Linked DNA regions of Ovis aries: region 2 is linked to region 1. Evidence: chromatin contacts called from public Hi-C data. All regions are on one chromosome and are shown on one strand. The core of a region is the stretch at or near the end of the contact, and the rest is flanking DNA. Distances in the headings are between cores, read along the strand shown. Region 1 overlaps SLC45A3 (solute carrier family 45 member 3). Region 2 has its middle 28 kb from the start of SLC45A3.

Evidence for each region. A called contact is a pair of places that touch in the nucleus more often than the background predicts.
Region 2: a Hi-C map of liver shows a contact between it and region 1, with 4 times the contacts expected there. The contact joins two enhancer-like sites. A contact is called at or near these places in 5 of 16 Hi-C or Micro-C datasets (blood, hypothalamus, liver and 2 more).

Annotation. Positions count from the first base shown.
Region 1 is chr12:3,276,454-3,279,148 of ARS-UI_Ramb_v3.0, reverse strand. SLC45A3 (solute carrier family 45 member 3) reads left to right here. Exons shown (of 6, transcript XM_027976217.2): 3 at 1,047-1,440; 4 at 2,297-2,695. The coding sequence starts at 1,269. Among named protein-coding and RNA genes, the nearest start is that of SLC45A3, 13 kb to the left of the region's middle. Within about 2 kb of position 1,323, at least 5 of the 54 cell types and tissues checked have an H3K27ac peak or open chromatin away from gene starts, as enhancers often do. A contact at or near this core is called in liver, where this site is marked.
Region 2 is chr12:3,317,136-3,319,830 of ARS-UI_Ramb_v3.0, reverse strand. No RefSeq gene overlaps it. Among named protein-coding and RNA genes, the nearest start is that of SLC45A3, 28 kb to the right of the region's middle. Within about 2 kb of position 1,395, at least 13 of the 54 cell types and tissues checked have an H3K27ac peak or open chromatin away from gene starts, as enhancers often do. A contact at or near this core is called in liver, where this site is marked.

The sequences.
Region 1 (2,695 bases), core at 74-2,573:
CCAGCCACGAGTGGCCTGAGGCTCTCTGTCCCCCGTCTACCACCACGGGATGATGACAGGTTAGGGGGCCAGGGCTCCCCTCTCTGCCTTCTCTGTGCAGCTGACTCGGCTTTCCCTCGTCTGTGGTCGCTTGTAAACAGAATGGACTGCAGGGGGTGCTGTGGTCAGGAAGCAAGACCTAGAGGCCCACTGCCCGAGGGGCTGGGGACCAGCCTGGGTGCTTCCCTGCTGGGATCTCAGAGCAGAAGGCCCAGTGGGAAGGGCTGCAGGGATTTCTGGGCCAAGAGGGGAGCCGCCCCAGGGTCACTGGCGTCATCACAGTGGCTGCCAGGTGGTGAGGCTGGGACGTGGGAGCAGCCCCCCTGTCCCCTGATAGTCGGGCAGCTCACATGGGAGTGCTTCTTCCCCGTGGCCACCGAGCATGGAGAGAAACTGAAGAGGGGTTTTCAGGCCGAGGTTCTTCCAGTGCTTTTCAAATGGTTTCAATGACAGGCTCACACCCAACCCGAGAAACCACAGCCTTTTCTCTTCCCCTTGTCCTCCTCCTTGGGGTGGTAGTTTGGTGCAGCTTGGCTTGTGGCCAGGCAATGTGAAATAGGAAGTGTGACTCTTAACAAAGGGGAATTGAACAGCCCTGCTTTGGGAAGTGGAGAGAGAAAAACAAACCGGGCCTCGCAGAGGGTCTCCAGGGGCACCTTGATGACAGTGCCTGGGGAACTGGGAATCCAGCTGGTTTCACTATTTTTCCCCCTCCCTTCAATACTAGGAAACAAGGGAAGTTGCAAAGATATTTCAAAACAGAATTACTAACATCTAGTAGTCCCTGGAGTGTACTGAGGTTTAAAAATCATATTTACCTTATTAATTAGGTCAACCTTAGGCTAATATGAACATGCACTTCCTGCCTGCACAGTAGGGGGTGGCTGCTGGGTGGCAGGGCCACGCCATCAGCCCGGGAGTGAGCCAGATTCAGAGCTCAGAGCGAATCCTAGAGCTTGGGTTCCCGGAACTTAATGCTCTGTGTCTGGCTGTCCCTGCCCTTTTAGGATCTGAGTGTTGGCATCTGCCCCTGCCGAGGCCCCCGCGATGACAGGCAGTTAGCATGGCTGAGAAACCAGACCTGTGCAGAGGGCCCGCAGGAGTGGGCTTCTGGCTGAGTCCTCGGCAGTCGGTGGCAGCCAGGAGGAGAGCCCTTGGTGTCCCCAGCAAGGCGGAGACAGAGCTCTGGAGCGCGTGAGCGGGCCGGAGCCCCACCTGCCCGGTCCAGCATGGTCCAGAGGCTGTGGGCAAGCCGCCTGCTGCGGCATCGGAAGGCCCAGCTCCTGCTGGTCAACCTGCTGACCTTCGGCCTGGAGGTGTGCCTGGCAGCGGGGATCACCTACGTGCCACCCCTGCTGCTGGAAGTGGGGGTGGAGGAGAAGTTCATGACTATGGTGCTGGGTGAGTCACCGCGTCCTCAGCCCCTCCTGCTCCAGAGACAGGCCTCCCGGGGAAGGAAGACACCAGTGTCTCTACCCAGCAGGTGCCTGCTGCCCCTGAGCCAGGGGGTCAGCGCTGCTGAGCAGAGGGCTGACCCCGCACCAAGGGGCTCTGAGAGAAAGAGGAGGACAGGGCTGTTCCCTGGTTACCTCTGTGTCCCAGGCCCCTACACACATACGGCCCCCCGAGACGCGGAGAAACTGCCCTTTGCAATTCAAACCTGTGGCCTCATCCAACTCCTGCAGTAACGCTTTGAGGTTACCCATTTCACAGAGAAGACAGTGGAGGCTAATGAGAGGTTAGGAGACTTAGCCCGGCTGTACTGCTAACTTAGCTACGGATAAATTGGGTTGGGGTTCCCCCCAACAACCAGCAAGGGCTCTTTCTGGCCCTCAGGGCAGGGGCTGGGCTCCTGACTGGAGACGAATTCTGCAAAAGCCACAGAAGGCAAATGGGCACCATCGTTTGGCAAACGGTCACTTCCTTCACTCCCAGGAAGAGGGGTCTGTTGGGATGGCAGGGTCGGGGTCAGCCTGCCTGTTGAAACCCTGCCTGCCGCCCTCCCTGGCTTCGTGCCTGTGCAACTTATCACTGACCGGCTGCTTCATGCCTCAGTTTCCTCGTCATAGCATGGGGTGTTAGTGATCCCAGCTGTGAGGAGGGTGTCGGAGTCCAGTGAAGTGGTCAGCACAGCACCAGTGTGGCGCGGGCCCTGCGTGCGGTGTCACCACGTCCCTCCTCCTCGAGGAGGTCGGTCCCCGGCCCCCGCCCCTTCCAAGCCCTGGCCTTTTGCTCACACTCCTCGCGCTTCTTGCAGGCATCGGTCCGGTGCTGGGTCTGGTCTCGGTCCCGCTGCTTGGCTCAGCCAGTGACCACTGGCGCGGGCGCTACGGCCGCCGGAGGCCCTTCATCTGGGCCCTGTCCCTGGGCGTTCTGCTGAGCCTCTTCCTCATCCCGAGGGCCAGCCGGCTGGCGGGGCTGCTGTGCCCGGACACCAGGCCGCTGGAGCTGGCGCTGCTGATCCTGGGCGTGGGGCTGCTGGCCTTCTGCGGCCAGCTGTGCTTCACGCCCCTGGAGGCCCTGCTCTCCGACCTCTTCCGGGACCCGGACCACTGTCGCCAGGCCTTCTCCGTCTACGCCTTCATGATCGGCCTCGGGGGCTGCCTGGGCTACCTCCTGCCTGCCATCGACTGGGACGCCAGCGCCCTGGCGCCCT
Region 2 (2,695 bases), core at 146-2,645, 41 kb before region 1:
TAATGAAGAATAATGTTTATATGTGTAAAATAGACATTTGCATTCAATTTCAAATACCTGTAAGAATTACACTATCTTGCAGTTTACAGTTAACTATTGTTACCTCTTTGATGGAGAATATAGTACAAGATACTGTAGGTATTAGAGATTTTATCCTTTTCAACCTTTCCCCTGATTGACATTCGGGCCTTGTCATCCAAACGTAATTCACATACAAACTCACCTTGGCTTTGACATTAAGTGCTTTTTGCATGCTGTTACCCTTTAGTGACTAGCTAACTTGGCATTTATTTTTTATAGAGTTGTCTGTTTCAAGCCAAAGTTTACTTCCTAAGAATGTTGACCAGCCACTTTTCCTCCTGTCGCTGTTTTATGATTAACATCAGATTTTTGCTTGAGCACAGTGCTGAAGAAATAGTCTGGTTTACAGGACTTCAAAGGCCATCAGGGCAACAAACACCAGAGGTGTACTTTATATTTGGTGAGACACGTTTGGAACTCCCTCCCTCCCTCGACTCCTATCTGAGCATTACTCTACAGTAATTTAACGTTGCAGCTCATGTAAAAAACTGAGCATTTTTAAAAATTTATTTTTGATAGAAGGATAATCACTTAACAGTACCCTATTGGTTTCTGCCTATGAAGCATTTCTATTTACGTAGTACCCCTTTCAGTCTTCCCAACAACTGAGATTGCTCAGATGTTCCTCCAATTTTGTAGAAAATAAATTGCTTCAGGTAGAATGTGATTTAATGTGGCTAGTATGTGACAAGGCTTCGGATCAGGTCATTCTTTAAACTGTCACAGCTGTTGGTTCTAAAACCAGCTCCTTTGTACTGATGATAAACTTTTTAATATATTCCTCAGCATCACTGGAGAAGGCGATGGCACCCCACTCCAGTACTCTTGCCTGGAAAATCCCATGGATGGAGGAGCCTGATAGTCTATAGTCCATGGGATTGCTATGAGTCGGACACGACTGAGCAGCTTCACTTTCACTTTTCACTTTCATGCCTTGGAAAAGGAAATGGCAAGCCACTCCAGTGTTCTTGCCTGGAGAATCGCAGGGACAGGGGAGCCTGGTGGGCTGCCGTCGGTGGGGTCGCACAGAGTCGGACACAGCTGAAGCGACTTGGCAGCAGCATCACTAAGTAAAGGTGATACTCGAGCAGTGTTACATCAGAGATTTAATGGGAAATTTTCTTTTCAATGAAATATGAAAATTTCTCACTAAATGCTTAAATTTACTTGAAAATCCCTGTGGTCCCTAGACAGGAAGCTTCAGCTTATGTGAAACGCTTTCCTTTCTTTCATCTTTGATTGTGTTCTAGGGTAGTGACTACATAGAGAAAAATGTTATCTTGACTGCCGCTCTCACCCTTTGCCAGTAGAGGGCGGTGTCCTCCATATGCTTAGCCCACTCCTTACCTCTTTCCATACTGCCCTGGGCTCAACGCTCGCAGTATCGAGACACTACCATCTGCTTGTGTTAGCGATGTCCTGTGATCAGTGTGCCTGCTTAAGATTCTAGTGTATGCAGCAGTAACATTTTCTGATTTTCAGTGCAAAATAGGATCTCTTGATTCACGCATATCTGTCTGCTTATATTCCCTTAACAATTCCCAAAACCTTTGTGCATAATGGTCTCAAGATGAAAGTATATGTTGAGATTTCGAAAAAGCAGCTGTGAACTCTTGGCCCCGTTTGGAAACAAGTATTGTCTTTTAAAATTGCCCTCCAGCTCAAAAGCCTCATCTTTTTGCACAAGTAGCACTGATGACATGCTTGTGGACAAAATTACTGAGACTTCAAAGCAACATGGTACTGTGTGTTCCTTTACCTTGAAGGCATGCTTCTCTTTCCCTGCATTATTCTACTGGAATGGACAGGTACCCATTTGACATGTTTTGGCCGGGGCCCCACCAGGAGCAATCAGCATTGCTCATGGGTGTACCTCCTGTTTCAGTGTTAAAGTCCTGGACAAATATTGTGAAATAAATGCGTGTTGATTCTGGGGTCAGGGAATGAGAGCGCAGCCAGAGTTTACACCCTAGTAAAGAAAATAATTACTTTAAGATATGATAGCATAAGAAGAAGGCAATGGCAACCCACTCCAGTACTCTTGCCTGGAAGATCCCATGGACGGAGGAGCCTGGTAGGAAGGAGGCACACACACCCTTTTCTTAGCATGTGTAAGACCACTTCCTTGGCTGATATGTAACATGTCTAGTAGATAACACTTTGCCCACCTTGGGCAGGAACATGGATGCATAAGGCTCTCCTGATTACAAGAGATGGGGAGAAATGGATTAGGTAAGGCTCTGAAGGAGGTAGAAAGTCACCAGTACAAGGAAATCAGTGACCTAAATCTTAGGGTGACTACCAGTTTGGTAACTAGATTAGTTATGTGGTAAAAATTGATTCTCATCAATGAACTCAATGTGTACAGTGATATAATTAATAAGTTGACAATGAAACACTTGTCTTTACCCAAAAACTTTAGAGGCGGTTACATACACTGAATCCTCACTTTGTGACTATAAATTGATTGTCTAGTTTGACTTAATGAAATAAGATCCTGGTCATTTTAAAAATGCAGTTTTACCTCTAATGTAGTTTAGAAAAATGAAATAGCAAAGCGCTTTTCTAAGACACGGGATGTCTTTAGGAGTCATAGAGGGCTCAGTTGACATTC